3 separate regions of the Mus musculus genome follow, and all the other regions are linked to region 3. The links are chromatin contacts, called in public Hi-C maps. All regions are on one chromosome and are shown on one strand. Each heading gives the region's core, a stretch centred on a gene start, on an enhancer-like site or on the middle of the called end of the contact. The rest is flanking DNA. Distances are from core to core; before and after follow the strand shown.

Region 1 (3,117 bases), core at 246-2,745, 100 kb before region 3:
TACGCAGAAAGCTAAAAGCGCCATCAAAGTTCCAGCCAAGAGAAGCCAGCAACATATAAAAGTATTACATATCATGACAAAGGAGGTTTATACTGTACATAAAAGTATCTAGTGTGGATTATAGTAACATCTAAATTAACCTGTATGCCATATCAACAGAATAAGGGCCAAATGCTTATGACCTTCCCTACACAGAAACTAAAGTCACCTGGACACTTCAACCACCATTTGTAGTTTAAAAATAAAACAAAGCATATAGACCACATACTATGAAGAGAAGGGAACTTCTAGGTCAGTGAGATGACTAAACATGAAACTTTCCCCTTCCACATTTAAAGAAAGAGAAAACCAACTCCTACATGTTGTTCTCTCTTCTCTACATGAGTGCCATAGCAAAGATGTCTCTCTGTGTCTCTGTCTCTCTGTCTCTGTCTCTCTCTCTTTCTCAGTGAAGAGAGAGAGAGAGACGGACAGACAGACAAATAAATAAATGTAATCAAAGGTTTAGAGAAAATATCCATAATTCAATTAAAGGCATCTATATGAAGAAGAGGAGAAGAAAGAGGAAGAGGAGGAGGAGGAAACAGCCTAGACAGGAAGCTATTGAAGACAGTCCTTAGATATTGTGAAAAGGATGCTGAAGTTTAATTCCTCATGGTTGATAGCTTCTGGTGGGATGGTGGGGGGGGCAGGACTAACGTATCTTTAAGGGGCTGGCCACTGGGTGTTTGGCCATGCTTCAGTGAAAACATATGGAAAATACCAAATGGAATTGGTGTGTTTTCTTCTTTTTTTCTTCTTTTTTGGGGGCTGGCACAAGAGTGGAAAGGTAGACTGGGAGGAATGGTTAATGAATTCAACTGGGGTGCATTGTAGAAAATTACCAAATAATCAATAAAAACATCATGCTAACATAACTAACTAAATAAATAAAAATAAGCATTGCTTTTTAAAATTTTTGAGGTTATAATTTAATTACATTCTTCCCTCCTTTTCAACCTTCTTTCCAACCTTCCCATCTACCCCTCCCCAGTCTCCTCCAAGTTGATGGCCTCTTTTTTCACTAATTGTTATTGCATATATGTATATATACACAAGTATGTTCCTAAATGTAGCCTGCTTAGTTCATATAATATACCTTTACTTGTATGTATGTACAAAACAGTGATCCCTGGAAACATATATACATACATACAAATCAAACATTTAAACACAGTAAAATCCAGATACTCTGTTGCTATTAATATGCTGAGGAAAAATGGCGGGGAAATTCTCAACGTATTTGCTTCCCATGATTACATTCTTATTTTTCTGTAAGAATGAAAGTAAAAGCACTAACACTTCTCACATACAGAGTTGACCGGGTTTAGGCAGCTTTTTTTTTTTTTTTGGCACTGCCTTCAGGCATCTATGCCACAAAGATCACATGCTGTGCTCAGAACTGTGGCTGTGGTGAAATCCTGTGGCAAACTGGGCAAGCTATATTACAGTCACCTCAATCATAAAAATGATGACTCCTCTATGAATTGCTTAATAAGTAATGACAGCTACTGCAACTACTCTCCAGGAAATATCCTAGGGGCATTGAAGCCATTACTCATTTCATAGTAACATCAATTCTTACATATTTCCAGAGGAGGAAACTGAGGAATTGAGAAGTTAAACTAACATTCCCCCATTACATATAGTGATGAAGCCAAGATCATATCTTTTGGTTCACTCCACAAGTATCCTTCTCCTTTTCCTTTTTAGGGATGCATGCAAAAGGCGAGGATATGGGTGTAGTGTACTTTAGAAAGACTTTCTCCAATAAAGTTAATTCATCCATAAAAGGAAAAAGCAAAAGGGAAGTTCTGGTTCATTAAATTTAATGAGTGTTCAACTGACCGGAGCCATGTCAGGCAGGAGCTTCCTGGTTAAATGAATTTCCATGGCATTAGGCCATTCTGTTCAGAGGAGATTGCAACCATGCACTCTTTCTTCACTGAGGAGAAATGTTAAGAAAGGAAGAGACAAAGGAAGGAAGGAAGGAAGGAAGGAAGGAAGGAAGGAAGGAAGGAAGGAAGGAAAGAAAGAGAAAGAAAGAAAGAAAGAAAGAAAGAAAGAAAGAAAGAAAGAAAGAAAGAAAGAAAGAGAGAGAGAGAGAGACAGAGAGAGAGAGAGAGAGAGAGAGAGAGAAAGAAAGAAAGAAAGAAAAAAGAGGGAAATCTGGATTCTTTCAAGCTTCTGGCTATTATAAATAAGACTACTATGAACATAGTTGAGCATGTGTTCTTATTACCAGTTGGAACTTCTTCTAGGTATATACCCAGGAGAGTTATTGCTGGATCTTCCGGTAGTATTATGTCCAATTTTCTGAGGAACCTCCAGACTGACTTCCAGAGTGGTTGTACAAGTTTGCAATCCCACGAGCAATAGAGGAGTATTGCTCTTTCTCCACATCCTCACTTGCATCTGCTATCACCTGAGTTTTTGATCTTAGCCATTCTGACTGGTGTGAGGTGGAATCTCAGGGTTGCTTTGATTTGCATTTCCCTGATGATTAAGGATGCTGAACATTTTGTCAGGTACTTCCCAGCCATTCCGTATTCCTCAGTTGAGAATTCTTTGTTTAGCTCTGTACCCCATTTTTAATGACGTTATTTGAATTTCTGGAGTCCAGTTTCTTGAGCTCTTTATATATGTCGGATATTAGTCCCCTATCAGATTTAGGATTGGTAAAAATCCTTTCCCAATCTGTTGGTGGCCTTTGTGTCTTATTGACAGTGTCTTTTGCCTTACAGAAGCTTTGCAATTTTATGAGGTCCCATTTGTCAATTCTTGGTCTTACAGCACAAGCCATTGCTGTTCTGTTTAGGAATTTTTCCCCTGTGCTCATATCCTCGAGGCTTTTGCCCACTTTCTCCTCTATAAATTTCAGTGTCTCTGGTTTTATGTGGAGGTCTTTGATCCACTTAGACTTGAGCTTTGTACAAGGAGATAGGAATGGATCAATTCGCATTCGTCTACATGATAACCGTCAGTTTGTGCCAGCACCATTTGTTGAAAATGTGGTTCATTTACACAATGGAGTACTACTCAGCTATTAAAAACAATGAATTTATGAAATTCTTGGAC
Region 2 (3,116 bases), core at 549-3,048, 70 kb before region 3:
AATTTTTATTCTCTTTTAAAACAATAAAATTCTTTCTTTTACGGTGACAAAAAAAATAATAATAAAGTTATAACAAAGTTCTGCAGTATCAAGTCAAAACATCTATGGCTGAATCAGTGTGCCCTTGAAGTCTCCTCATCTCAAATTTGAATACAAAACTCTGACTCATCTCTGTGGCACAGGCCCTTATGCCAACCTTTTTCCACAATGATCTGCAGATACACTGCACAGAAGGTAATTACTTTTTTTTTTTTTTTTTTTTTTTTTTTTACAGCTTTGCCTTTAATATGACTGCAGTGGTAGCGACCAAATCAAAAGCAGCAAGGCCTCTTTACTGGACATTCAGCACATAGGTGCTACATATGAATGTAGCCACAATTCAATTCCTGTATCAGATGACCAATGTTCATCAGTGTTGTAGCTAGGAGGGCAGGGGTTACTGCTCTGAGTTCCAAATGTTTTGAAGTTTTGTTAGATGACATTTGGATGAGATTGGAAGATACCAAAAGACAGATAAGGCTCCAGCTAAGAAATCAAGATATCAGCGTGTGGGTGTGTCAGGAAGAGTGACATCAATAAAGTCCTTACACACTAGACTTTATAGGTTAGAAAATAGCACAGAGAATCAATTGGTGCCTCAAAACTAGAGGTTCTACCTGCTTGCAAACCTAGATACATGTAACTATATCTATCCCACTTGGAGATCATGTTCTTGTTTGTAAGACTCAGACACTGGGTCTGCTTCTGGTTTTCTAAGCAGGACCAGATCTGTTTTGTGAGTTAAAAATAAGCTGAAGGACTCTTGAAAAGAATACTCCAGCTAAACACCCAGAAAAGTATTCATTTTCAGGATGCTATAATACAGATAATACTTTTGAACATTTTTATTTACCTAATGAGGGTCTATAATCTGCTGCTGATAGAGAAGTCATTTACTCTTCTTGTAAAGAGGAAAATGATTCAAAGAGAGAAATACATGCAAGCAGTGTTTGCACCGTCTGTAGCTATTGAATGGACCATATCTTAGCTCTTCTACATCCTTAAAGGGGTTGTTGAGATAAAATGAGCTAAGGCTGCACTGGGAACCTCTGTCACCAAGGCATTTTTAATACAATAAAGAATTTATAAATGAGATCATTGACAATTTTGCACTTTTATAAACTATAGGACTCCAGTCTCTGTTTTCTCACTGAGATGAATTTTCCCAAAGAAAGCTCTCATAGGTCACACCAATTATAAAATCCTAAAAATTAAAGAAAACCTTGATGACATGGGAGTAAGAGCAATTCACAGCCTCTTGGTGATTCTTGCTCCGTTTCTTGGGCTCCTGTTCCAGCCAAGGCGGGGTTAGCATTAGTCATTCATAATTGTGTTCCAGTTTGCTGCGTGGCTCATGGCATGCCTGATATAGTTTCCTTCCCGTTTGTTTTTGCAGTTACAAAAGCCACTACATATTCTCCAGGGCTCTTTCAAACCAGTGGAGATGTAAGAGTTTTAATGTTTGGGGAAGATTTCATTGAAGAGTTTCCTGGAAAGTATTAGGAGTGACCACCATGAATAAAAGATAAGTGGAGCTTATTATAATTGTGTCACTTTCCAGTCCGGAATAGATTTAGCTTGGATTCTTGGAAGAGATTGTTCATGGCACACTGTGAGAAACATTCCATTATCTAAATGTGAGAAGGGAGCAGAATCTCCCACTGAAAATGGAAATCGCTTTCATCACCAAAGTCGGTGGATTGCTGAGTCTTTATTTGCAGCCATACTGAGAGACCTTGAAAAAGAAAAAGAACAGCTGCTGTGGTTTTATAGGTCTTAGTACAATCTATAGCATTCATGTCTATATGGAATCAGGATATTCCCTTGTCTTTCCTCCTCTGACATAAAAGTCCGAGTGACTGAAACCATTTATCCTCCTGCTCACCAGTGTATCTGCAATGCTTATCACGTGTTCCCATTAATTATGCATATTCTTTCAGCAATAGACTTCCTGATTCTTAAGTAGAAAATCTGTCACTGTTTGAAAAGGACAGAGATATTGCTAAGCTACCTCACAGGGATATTTAAAGATGAAATGCCATACAACCTTTGTCTAAATGGTAATACACTATTATTTATTTTCCTTTCACTGGTAAAATCGTACCCAGATAGTGGTAAAATGAACACCATCGTGTGTAGTTTTATTTCTGTGTGCCACTTACTATAAATATTCACCAATGCAGCATCCCTTGGGAAAGATGTTCAGTTATCTCTTCATGGAAATCCCAGAGCATGAAAATTAGTGCAGCAAGAGTATTAGTTCAGAAACAGTACTGCCTAGGGTTAACTTAGAGACAGTGGCTCATCAGCAAGATGTGTCATCAAGTAATCTGGGACTAACTTCAATGAAAAGCCCATTTGCCCTTCTTTGCAGAGGATGGAAAGGCATCAATTACTTTACTTATGTTAAGCAGTTATGAAACAATAAAGATACTAGAATGACTTCCTAGGTCCCCCCTGACCCACCCACCCAGTGTAAAACCACTGCTTTCTCCTCCACTAAGATTCTGAACCACAGGCTGCTTCAAATCAGTGAGGAGAAGACTGCTAGAAAGGATAGCTGTCTCTTCGCAAGTCAATAAACCATGGGCGTGACCACGGAAACCGAGTGCTCCATTTCCTTTCCTTTCCCAGAAGAAATGCCCACAAGTTCCTAATCCTGGTGCAGTGAGATGCTAATCTCTATAGCCAAATGAAAAGGAAAGATAACATGTATAAAATTATAAAGTCCTGGCATCCTAACAGTACAAACCCCAATGGCAAAACACCATTGCCAGTTGCCTTTGCCATAAGGATGGCTTTTTAATATAACATTCCTTTTACATTTTGGTTCTTTGCATTCTTTTTTGTAAAAATAGCCTTATTCATCACATCCAATTTTCCAGTAAAGGATTGAAGACCTCTGTTCCAGAATTCTGCACATAGGACTTTAACTCTAAAGCTACCTTATCGACAGAAGCTTAAAGGAAAAAAAAAAAACAAGTGCCAAAAAGAGTGACTTAAGTTGTATTTCAGTGTCAAGATGTCTTCTCCCAAATAACAGACTGCCCAAATACACAGCTTAGGTCTTCCTGAGC
Region 3 (3,121 bases), core at 616-3,115:
GAGACTACCAAAGGCTGACCACACAGAGACTACCAAAGGCTGACCACACAGAGACTACCAAAGGCTGACCACACAGAGACTACCAAAGGCTGACCACACAGAGACTACCAAAGGCTGACCACACAGAGACTACCAAAGGCTGACCACACAGAGACTACCAAAGGCTGACCACACAGAGACTACCAAAGGATGACCACACAGAGACTACCAAAGGATGACCACACAGAGACTACCAAAGGCTGACCACACAGAGACTACCAAAGGCTGACCACACAGAGACTACCAAAGGCTGACCACACAGAGACTACCAAAGGCTGACCACACAGAGACTACCAAAGGCTGACCACACAGAGACTACCAAAGGCTGACCACACAGAGACTACCAAAGGCTGACCACACAGAGACTACCAAAGGCTGACCACACAGAGACTACCAAAGGCTGACCACACAGAGACTACCAAAGGCTGACCACACAGAGACTACCAAAGGCTGACCACACAGAGACTACCAAAGGCTGACCACACAGAGACTACCAAAGGCTGACCACACAGAGACTACCAAAGGCTGACCACACAGAGACTACCAAAGGCTGACCACACAGAGACTACCAAAGGCTGACCACACAGAGACTACCAAAGGATGACCACACAGAGACTACCAAAGGATGACCACACAGAGACTACCAAAGGCTGACCACACAGAGACTACCAAAGGCTGACCACACAGAGACTACCAAAGGCTGACCACACAGAGACTACCAAAGGCTGACCACACAGAGACTACCAAAGGCTGACCACACAGAGACTACCAAAGGCTGACCACACAGAGACTACCAAAGGATGACCACACAGAGACTACCAAAAGCTGACCACACAGAGACTACCAAAAGCTGACCACACAGAGACTACCGCATAAGGAATCCAGGTAATCATAGTCTTGCATCTCAAGTTGTCGATCTTGTCCCTTTGTCACAGCAACAATGACAATATCGATATTTATTTATAAATTTTATGATTTTTATTTGATCATATATTCATAGGGTAGTAAATTCAAAGTTCAAAAGAGTTGTCACTTGGCCAATGTGAGAGATAAAATTCCAGGTCTTCCTGATCTTTCTCTAATACCTCTTACTAAAGAAAACCAGTGTTGAATAATACCTTGTCACCAAGTAATAATTAAAGAGTAATGGAGACCCTGAAACCTCTACCTCCTTAGCCAAGACAATGATTTGAGATGCATTTTCTACTTTTTACCCAAAGATAGGCAACTCATGGACACAGAAGACCTCCCCACCACTACTGGCCCAGCTCTTTCCTCGCTCTGAGTATTGGACCTTTAGGGGGAAAAAAAGTTCTGAAGTCTCAAACTCTTGTACACTGTGCATCAAAAACAGTATAGACTTTTTGAAAAGCTAGTATTTAAGTAACAATTCCTACCCTACTGTCTTTGGGCTATATAAATAAGAGCGGCTTCTCCAATCTTACCCTTACTTAAACCTGTTTCTTCATCTAATACAGAGAAAGAACAGCTTCTATCTTTCAGAATATAACTAAAAGAACCAGGCAGAGGTGATAAAGAGAGAGGAATGGCTTCATTGCCCTTCACTCTCACTTCTGCTTGAGTCCTTGCATTTTCTAGCCAAGAGTTCTGATGACCCAAACAACAGTGGCAAATAATTCCTTCACATGAATTTATTGTTGAATCAGTGCCACATAGAACAGCATTCTTGGACTGATATGGATTTAATATCCAAGAAGGAAGTCCACAACCAGTAAATATGCACAAAATGGCATCCTGGCTGCTCTAGGATCAAAACCAGAATGCTGTTCTCAATATCTGGCCATCATCCAACCCATACATATCTGATGACTTGGCTTCCGGTATTTTTATGAATGTAAAACAGAAACCTCCTAACCCAGCTACTTAGGAATTTAGTTCTAAGCCAAGTGTTTACTTAAATCACCACAGCATTTTAAGACAAAGAAACATAATTACGTTCTAGCTTCAGAATTTTACCTAAAGTCTTCCAAAGATTTCTTCTTCGTTCCTCTCAAACCACCAGCCTGGCAACAGGCAAATCTGTAATCAATGACCTGGTAGATGATTGGATTGTACATCGCTGCTGATTTTGCAAGGAGTGTGGGCACCACGGAGAGCTGTATGGGGATGGAGTCTGGCCTTCCAAAAGCTGACCACACAGAGACGACCGCATAAGGAATCCAGGCAATCAGGAAACCAGCACAAATCAGCATTGCCACCTGGCACAGGGAAAGGAACAGACAGCAGGATCAAGAGAATTCATAAGCAATCCAGAGTAAGTTACCAGTGTGGAAAAGGAGCAATTCACTCTGAAAACATTCATTTTTGACCACAAGAATTGCTTCCAGTGAACTTCTGAGAACTTGGCACAATTCTTTATCCCATTTACATGGCCTATCCATTCACCACTTTAGAATTTGAATGCACCCAAAACCTCAAACTGTAACCCTGTAATAGCTGTCAGATTTTGCCTACATTTGAAGCACGAGATCATAATAAAAGGATGCCAGTTCTCTTGAGCTTGCCAGAGTTCTCAACCCACAACCACTTAAAGACCTGACAGAAAATAAGTTCATCTTGATGAAATCTTTTGCCTCAGGAAACTGAGAAGTGTTGCCCTGGTTTTAAATTCTAACGTGCATTTTCTTCAAAGATTTCTATGAAATGTTATTTCTTCTCCTCAAGATTTTCACAATTTGAGGTTCATGTTATAGGAATTTCCCAAATATAAAGAAAAAGGAGTTACAGGGCTTCTGACAAAGCAATATGGAAGTGATTTTTCTCTCACAAAATTAGCATCGTAACTGTCAGAACACAGATTGATTGGCAATACAATTTAAAATACCCTCACTGGTTTTCACCATCCCAAACCCAGTCCCTTTAATGATGTAACCCTAACTACTGCCCTATAGCTGCTGATCTTGACAAATTATCTCAGTTCAGGTAAACAAACAGTTTTAGCAAATGCTTTTGGCAAGACATTAAACTGGGCACTATGGGACATCCCAGAATGCTCCTGTTCCTGAGCTGTCTCCTTCTAGAGTACAAACAGTAGCAGATCACAGCTGAATATGGTTTGGGG

The links. A called contact is a pair of places that touch in the nucleus more often than the background predicts.
Region 1: a contact with region 3 is called in a Hi-C map of adipose-derived mesenchymal stem cells, with 1.8 times the contacts expected there. The contact joins two enhancer-like sites. A contact is called at or near these places in 1 of 15 datasets of contacts at CTCF or cohesin (the NIH/3T3 cell line), 6 of 484 Hi-C or Micro-C datasets (adipose-derived mesenchymal stem cells, cortical neurons, embryonic fibroblasts and 2 more) and 1 of 9 other capture datasets (embryonic stem cells).
Region 2: a contact with region 3 is called in a Hi-C map of cerebral cortex, with 2.1 times the contacts expected there. The contact joins two enhancer-like sites. A contact is called at or near these places in 1 of 15 datasets of contacts at CTCF or cohesin (the NIH/3T3 cell line), 6 of 484 Hi-C or Micro-C datasets (adipose-derived mesenchymal stem cells, cerebral cortex, embryonic fibroblasts and 2 more) and 2 of 115 datasets of contacts at active chromatin or transcription factors (embryonic fibroblasts and neural progenitor cells).

What each region holds. Positions count from the first base shown.
Region 1 is chr17:42,478,911-42,482,027 of GRCm38.p6, forward strand. All of the region lies in intron 2 of Ptchd4 (patched domain containing 4), which reads left to right. Among named protein-coding and RNA genes, the nearest start is that of Opn5, 130 kb to the right of the region's middle. Within about 2 kb of position 1,496, at least 12 of the 459 cell types and tissues checked have an H3K27ac peak or open chromatin away from gene starts, as enhancers often do. A contact at or near this core is called in adipose-derived mesenchymal stem cells, where this site is marked.
Region 2 is chr17:42,508,158-42,511,273 of GRCm38.p6, forward strand. No RefSeq gene overlaps it. Among named protein-coding and RNA genes, the nearest start is that of Opn5, 100 kb to the right of the region's middle. Within about 2 kb of position 1,799, at least 13 of the 459 cell types and tissues checked have an H3K27ac peak or open chromatin away from gene starts, as enhancers often do. A contact at or near this core is called in tail fibroblasts, where this site is marked.
Region 3 is chr17:42,578,531-42,581,651 of GRCm38.p6, forward strand. It overlaps Opn5 (opsin 5), which reads right to left. Exons shown (of 7, transcript NM_181753.4): 5 at 2,017-2,258. Among named protein-coding and RNA genes, the nearest start is that of Opn5, 31 kb to the right of the region's middle. Within about 2 kb of position 1,866, at least 26 of the 459 cell types and tissues checked have an H3K27ac peak or open chromatin away from gene starts, as enhancers often do. A contact at or near this core is called in adipose-derived mesenchymal stem cells and tail fibroblasts, where this site is marked.